2 separate regions of the Rattus norvegicus genome follow, and region 1 is linked to region 2. A link is a contact called in public Hi-C data. All regions are on one chromosome and are shown on one strand. Each heading gives the region's core, a stretch centred on a gene start, on an enhancer-like site or on the middle of the called end of the contact. The rest is flanking DNA. Distances are from core to core; before and after follow the strand shown. Region 1 overlaps Cimap2 (ciliary microtubule associated protein 2). Region 2 holds the start of Bsnd (barttin CLCNK type accessory subunit beta).

Evidence for each region. A called contact is a pair of places that touch in the nucleus more often than the background predicts.
Region 1: a contact with region 2 is called in a Hi-C map of the A7r5 cell line, with 2.0 times the contacts expected there. The contact joins the enhancer-like site here to the promoter of Bsnd in region 2. A contact is called at or near these places in 4 of 12 Hi-C or Micro-C datasets (the A7r5 cell line, frontal cortex, liver and 1 more).

Annotation. Positions count from the first base shown.
Region 1 is chr5:126,625,167-126,629,062 of GRCr8, forward strand. Cimap2 (ciliary microtubule associated protein 2) reads right to left here. Exons shown (of 10, transcript NM_001109262.2): 3 at 3,535-3,699; 4 at 3,241-3,363; 5 at 1,513-1,650; 6 at 1,253-1,396. Among named protein-coding and RNA genes, the nearest start is that of Cimap2, 3.6 kb to the right of the region's middle. Within about 2 kb of position 1,890, at least 13 of the 93 cell types and tissues checked have an H3K27ac peak or open chromatin away from gene starts, as enhancers often do. A contact at or near this core is called in the A7r5 cell line, where this site is marked.
Region 2 is chr5:126,487,511-126,491,274 of GRCr8, forward strand. Bsnd (barttin CLCNK type accessory subunit beta) reads right to left here and starts at 1,879. Exons shown (of 4, transcript NM_138979.2): 1 at 1,504-1,879. The coding sequence starts at 1,680.

The DNA.
Region 1 (3,896 bases), core at 640-3,139, 140 kb after region 2:
CAAATGTATGATGGGGCACCTTGATGAACAGAGGCGCCCAGGCCCTGCCTGGTGGAAGGAGAGCGCTGACTCCTGCGAGCTCTCCTCTGTCCTCCACAAACACACCACGAAACAACCCTGCACACCCCAATAAGAAAAAGAATATAAATTTTAAGAGCTTTATAGTGGGGAGAATCTGTATGTAGTGTCGGATGCAGAAACTCCTGTGTTTGTCTCTCAGCTCTTCTGAGAACCTAAAATCGCTCTTTAAAAAAAAATAAAATCTGTAACAAAAAAGTTCAAGCGAAGAGGTTCAGCCCTGATACCAACAATGGGGAGGGGGTCCCAGGGCCTCTGCTGTGCTGGGCAGTGGCCTTAGTGGCAGGCAGGAGACCCTAGGATCAGTCATAGGACAGCGACTACCCAGTAGCTCCCACCTCAGCCACCTTCTCCCCAGCGTTCACAATGCTCTCCCACTAAAGCCGCAGCTTTTTTTTTTTTTTTTTTTTTTTGGTTCTTTTTTTTCGGAGCTGGGAATCGAACCCAGGGCCTTGCGCTTCCTAGGTAAGCGCTCTACCACTGAGCTAAATCCCCAGCCCCAAAACCGCAGCTTTTATTCCACTGATTGCACTTTTCTTTCCCCGAGACTGGAAATTCCACACGGTCCATTTCCCTGCACCTAGACTGTGAACTGGACTGATCCCTCTCATGCAGTGACTCGGTGTTGTCCAAACAAGTCTGGACACACACTTGGTCCCCACAGCCACAGGCAGGAAGAGAGCAACGCTGAGAAAGCCACAGAATCCTGTAAAGGATTTTAACGGGATGAGAACGAGTCTGGTAAGCTAAATTTCTTGCCCAGTCTCCTCTCCCACCTCCCTTCCAATTTAGGGCTCCATTACCCAGGGTATGGCCATCAACACAGCTGAGTCCATGAAGCTGGGAAATGTTTACAGCCAGACACTGCACCTGTACCCTTGGGGTCCCCGTAGGCCCCGTGGTGCATGTTGGGCCACCTGTGTATCAGTACAGTTCATGTTACTGCAGAGAGAAATAGCCACAGAGTCCGATGTCCAAACCGTGGCTCTGACCCATCACCGTCTGTGTGACCGACCTCAGGTTCCTCACCTAACAAAGGGAACCACATCCCACCCTGGCGGGGGCACAGAGTACACCCCCTCTCCAGCAGCCCTTGGCACACAGGGCTGCATTCCTGTGGCTAATCACCGATTAGCCTGCCGGGACTTAGACCTCCCCCCACCCAGGCACATACCTGAACTGAATAATGCCCATAGGGCACAGGACTGCTCCTCTCGCCAGAGAAAATGTCGTAGGGGCCACGAGTACCGGTGGACTTTTCCACAAAGGTCTCAATATCGCTTTTGATGGTATAGGTTCCAGGTCCCAGGCCACTGCCCTAGAGACAAAAGTGGTAAGGTTGCCTGAAGGGGAGTGGCCAAGGTGAGGTTTCAGCCTCCCTACCCCTGAGGTCTTCCCATAGGACTATGCAAGATGAGGTTGCTGAGGGGGTACCTGATGAGACAAGGGTGGTGGCTTGCTGGACAATCTACACATAAGGCCGTCGGAGTGTGAGCGGTTCCAGGAATTCTTCTCCAGCTGTGTGTAGGGGTTCCCCTTCTCCCCATAATTTCCAGGGCCGGGATAATAATTCTGCAGGGCAGGAGATGGAAACACAGAGTCTATCAGTCTCCGTCTTTGTGCTGGTTCAGCTAAAGAAGGGACGTCTGGGGTTTCATATCTCAAGAGGGGAAACAAGGTCTTCGGGTTGAGCGTGTTACCTACCCCACCACACAGCATCACCCGTGAACCTCCTCCACTGCTCACTGCTTCAACTCCAAGTCCAGCTAGCTACACTTCTGACCCAGCACCTCTGACTCAGCACTTCTGACTCAGCACCTCTGACTCAGTACCTCTGACTCAGCACTTCTGACTCAGCACCTCCTATTCAGCCTGGTCTCCCTGATCATACTTGCTTACAATGATTTCTTCCATCCCTCACATGCCTTTTCTACCCTCTGGTTTGTCAATCACAACCCCACTAAGATCCCCAGACACCATCTCTCCTGAGACCCACCTTCCTCCCCGGCTGTTCCGCCACAGCCTCTGTAGATCTACTCTTTACAACTACAACTCTGACTGACTTCCTCACTATACTGTGAACAGGTTGGGAAGAATGAGCACCGGAATCCTAGGTTGGGACCCTGGCTCTGCTACTTCCTAGCTGGGGGAACTCGGGCCTCAGAGCATCATGGTCCACGGGACTCCACCAAGATATCAGTACTTTCCTTCAAGGAATAGTGGTAGAGTTGAATGTCTGCAAAGCCCAGGGGCCAGCACTTGGTAGGTCCCATCACACAAATCAGGGTGAGGTGACAGGAAATCTTGAGGTCAGAAGAACTGTGGCTAAGAGCCTGAACCCAAAGTTGGTCTTTGAAGTACCGTGAGCATAGCTAACCTGTGGTGTGGAGAGGTGGGTGTTGTCTTGGCCCGATTTCTGTGGCTGATGTGCCTATGCCCCTTTTAGCCACATGGGGGCACTGCTGTCCCATAGATAATGCAATCCTCCGCCTCTCTGGGTCTTGCAACCAGACCTTTGGGGAGCCAGACCCTGGCAGAGGGGGTGGGGCCAGTGCTAGGAAAATCAGGCCACTGTGAGGATCAGATCTGTCCCCCAAAGAATGAAAATGGGTCTTGCTTCCTTCCATGGCTCAGAAGTCATGAGTCCCCTTTGCTCTCGACCTGCAGATCTTGTTCCAGTGAGGCCTTCCCAGACTGCTCGCTGTAATTCACCCCCACAGCACTCTCCTTCCCTGTGCCATTTCCCCTCAAACTCTGAAGAGATATGCATTTCCTTCTTCATGCTGAGGTGTGTGTCACTAAGATGCCGGCTCTTAGGCTTGTCACTGCCAGACACCCAGCTCCCTCAAAGCCTAGCTCAGTACACAGCTTTCTGTTGCTGCTTAATTGTTATTTCCTGGTGGGCTAACTAAATGAATGTTTGTTGGCTTTCTAATAGACTCTAGGTTTCCCCTGAAACATAGAGATGAACCACACTCATCCCTTCTCAGTCACTGGGCTCAAGGCTGAGACACAGGAGAGCAGAAGAGTCAACAAGAAAGCCAGGAAGGCTTGGCCAAACCTAGGGAGGAGACAGGTTCAGAGAAGGGTGCCTTTCAAACTATCCAAGAGGCAGCAGCCTTCCCTCAAAGGACAGAGGGTGGAAGAGACAAGATCACATACCCCGATGAGTCCTCGGAAGCGAGTCTCCCCAGAGCTGAGCAGACCCCGTTTGCTCTGTGGTTTCTTCTGCAGCTCAGTCAAGAAGTCTTTGATGTTGTAGGAGCCAGGCCCCCGTTTGTTCGCCTGCCCCCAAAGAAAAGAAGGCAGGATGAAAAAGGAACCTGGGGAAGGTCCAGCCCAAAGGTGATGGTGTTCCCCAAGAGGAGGCTATATCCACTAGGACTCTGGAGGAATAGCCATGTGGACAGGAAACCTCGCTCCTGGAGGTAGGGAAGGGTATGACCCGGAGTTCACCTGCTGCTCTCTTTCCTTCTTGATGGCCTGGAAATGGAAGTGGGGAAGTTGGGTCAGCCGGCTGGCTTCTTGGGCCCGGGCCCATCCTGCGCCCAACTTCTGTTCCAGGAACTTCTTGCTGAAGCAGGTCTCCTTCGAGTTATAGGTTCCAGGTCCTATGTGGGACTAAGAGCAGGCTCTGAGCTGAGTCAGCCATAACCACCTACTCCTGACCCCTGCATGTGCAAGTCACCCCTGGCCTAGGAATGGAACTAAACTCTTCCCCAGCCCGACACCCAGGGACTTAGCACTCAAGATGGAGTCCTGATCAACTCTGTGACTGGCCTTGTTCTACTTCAGGGAAATACAGAACAGAGTCAGGC
Region 2 (3,764 bases), core at 629-3,128:
CCACCACCACGACCTTCCAGGGCCAGCAGCATCATCTGAAGAACAAGGTCTCTGCGCCTGCTTCACACAGGCATGGAGCCCTCCATCCCCACAGCACCCTTTGCTTCCTTCCACTTGGCCATGCCAGGCATTGGGGGCGACTCTACCAAGGTCACAGACTTGGCACAGGGCACAGGGACTTGAGTTGGGGTCTAAGGGACTCCAGGAGGTATGGGTTTCCACCACCATACAGCACATGGGCCTTCAACAGTTATTCATTAATACTCAGCCCCACCCCCACATACACTGTGCTGTCACTCAGTCTCCGCCAGCTGCCTCTAGGAAGGACGCTGTCCTTTCAACCACTCTACCCTCCCTGGGTGGGGACGTGGTGGCTCTGGCCTTAAGGCCCTCTTCTCCCAGTGACCTCTGCTCAGGACATTGAGCACCTAGAGGAGAGTTGACTGTAAACTGCTTTATAAATGGCTCCAAACCAGTTCCGACTGCCCAAGCTCCAGATATAAGTGACATGACAGCCCTGGGCTGGCTACAGAGGTGGCAGGACTGGGAGAGGCTGGGACCTGGCCCCAATTCTTAGAACTCCTTCTGGGTACTCCCACCCCCAAAGAAGGGAGGGGTGGAGGAGGCTGGGAGGATAAGGCTGTTAGTATCAGGTTCAGTGGGACCTCAGATGTCCGTCCCCCTCTCCCACACCATCCTCCTGACTCACATTGTACAGGTGAGGAAGCTGAGGCTCAGAGAATGAAGTTGCTCAGACTCCCAGGCACTTAGAGGCAGAGCACAAGTTAGACATCCTGTTGCTCTCTCTCCATCCCTGAGTCTGACATTGCAACAATCACTCCACCTCTCTGGGCACTGAAGCTCTACAACACCTGAAATATTCACTCCTCAGGGCTGTGTAAGGATCAAGAATGAAAGCAGCAGCTGATGTTTAAACACAACACTACAGTTGCAGCTATGCCCTTCCTTCCCTGCCTTCCACACATCATACCTGGGTTAGCTCAGGCTTATGTGGAGCTGAGATTGGGGAGCATTTTACAGAGGGAAGTGCTATGTCTCAGAAAGACCCAGCACAGCCGAGCCCACAGGAGCTGGAGCCCTGGGTGCTCACCACGGCTTTTTAAAGCAAGCTCCAACCCAAGGTCTGTGCATGTGCTTCAGGGTCTGTAGGACAAAAGGAACGAAAGAAAATGCAGAGCTCTTGGGACGTGGTCCAGGTGAGCTGTGGATTCAGGCTTGGCAGACAGCAAATGCTGGCCAACTTTTGATCACACAGGGACAGTGCATAGATCTCATTGTGTCCCAGTGATGGCTGGCTCCAGGTCCGGACACAGGGACTTCTGACCAGCTACCGTGAGAGATGAATGGATAAGCAGAGGATATTCCCCAGAGCAGAGAGAACACAGAAAGTCCAATGGAAAGAACACAGCAGTTGGAGGACAGGGGTTGGTGCCAAAGACCATGAGATCCACCTGTCCTTCTGCCCCCTCTCAGCCCCCCTACCTTAGGATAGCATTGGCACATGCTCCAGAGGACACCCCCAATCACCATGATGCTGCCCATGGCATAGAAGGTGCCGTAGACTTGGGGTCGATCGTGGCTCATAAGGAATGTGCCCAGGGATAGCAGGAAAAGGCCCAGCACGATGAAACCGATTCGGAAGGTCTTCTCGTCAGCCATGGTGGCTAACCGGCCACCAGCAGAGAGCTGCCCACAATCCTACTCAAACGTTGAGCAGGCTTGCAAGGAGCGATGACACAGTAGATGGCTGAGAACCACAGCGTAATGCACAGAGCCAGGAATGATCCCCACGCATCCAGCTCGCAGCCCTGGGCCCAGCAGTTCTGCAGGGCAGGTGACACGCTTCAGTGGGCCCAAGGTCCCAGCCATCTACCTTCCTTCCTGCCTCTCTCCTCCCCTCTGGGCCCAGCTGTTTGGAGCTTGTGAATCTGAACATGGGACAGAGGCAGAGGAGGGCTGGGGGAGGTCACAGGGGCTGGGCTAGCCATGGCTTTGACATCATCACCTCATTTGCCTACTGTGGAGCTGAGCCCAGACAGGCTTTGCACCTCCCAGCTCTGGGAGGTGTGGGTGGGGCCATGGCAGCTTTCAGAACACACAGTCTGACAGCTTAGACACCTAAAGACACCTTCTCAAGGACACCTGATCATATAGGCCTATCAACAGGATGGTCACCATCCTAGATGCCTCTGTTTGATTCAACTAAGGGGACAGGTGCCATCTCACAAATGAGGATGCAGGCATAGACAGGCAGCCTGACCAAAGTCACAGATAAGAACAGCAGCTGAGACTAGAGCAGAGAGGCTGTGTGTCTCACGAGCATGACCCTAGTCAACCACAGCATAGGTGAACACAGGGGCAGGCTGGAGCAGCCACACCCATGATGGTCTTGGATCTGTGTCTGCAGCTGTGGAGTGTATGCTCACCAGCTGTGTCTTACTTTCCTCCTCCATAAGGGGAGGAAGGAGGGGGAGACAGTAGCCAGGACCAAGCTGGCTCTAGGCCTTCTCTCCTATATCACCTTCACAGTTCACATACAGCTCAGCCCTGCATGTCATGGGGGCTGAAGTGAACTGGTGCCCTTGCAGATTGACCAACCAACTGGCTGACTGACTGAAACTCTACTTTACCTGGAAAGCCATCTTCGCCGTAAGAATGGCAGTCTGATGGGGAAAGTCAGACTGGCTCCCATGGCTGCCACTGCAGAGACCCAGAACTACCACAGGTGCTCAGAGCATGGCAGCGGGAGATCTCGAAAGTGAGTAGCTCAGGCTGTCGACGAGCTCCCTGAGTCCCTGCATTCGGGAGCTTTCCTGGATGGGCTGTGCATATCCCCCCTGCCCCATCTGCCACTCATGGATCTCTGCCAGCACACTTGCTCATGGGGTCCCTGCTCTCTCTGTCACCCCCCATTACTGTCCCCCAGCTCTGTCCCCTGCACTTCACAGTTTGCAGAGGGCACCAGAAACTGGGAACAGACACTTTGAGAAAACTGCCCAGGTGCCAAGTGTCTGGTCACTGCCAGTCTCATCCCTGGGGTGAACTTAGGCACTGGACTTAAATATTGTTGCCTGTGGCTTGCAAAGTGGCCGTTTGGCCATCTCCCTTTCCAGTACAGTGACATAGTAGAGGGAAATCCATTTGAATTGTGTCTGGCAAGGGGCCTCTAGGGGAGCTATTGGAATCATCTTCAAGAGGCTTGGAGACAAGAGATGCCATGAGTGCAGAGTAGCCTAGCTGGTACCCATCCTTAAACAAGAACGAGGCCCAGGGCCACCTAGCTATGCTCCTGGTGGACCTCTGCCACATCCTCGGAGGCTTCTTGTGCCCCCTGGTGGCCTTGTGTGTCTGGCACAGTGATGTCACGTCCTCTGGGGGCTGCCTCTGTGTGCCCAGACCCACGCCCACTTCCCAGATAAAGCCTGGAGAGTGACAGATCAGTCAAGATCTTCCCAAATGCTTCAGAGCACTAGCGAATGGATCTAGCTTCAGCCATTCTGGAGAGGGCTGGACATTTCTGCCTATCTTTTCTTTCTGTGCCATAACCAGGTCTCTCTTTGCCCCATTTCTCAAAATACCTTCTCCTAAAGCGATGGTAGCAACAGCGAATAAGAACGTGTGAGCGAAGTTAGTGCTGGTTTAAATGAGTGATCTCTGCAGGAGTTATAGTAAGAGTTAAATGGCCACAGGGCGGGACTAGCCTAGGCAACACAAACTAGACCCCCAAGGCGAGAGAGGGGAAA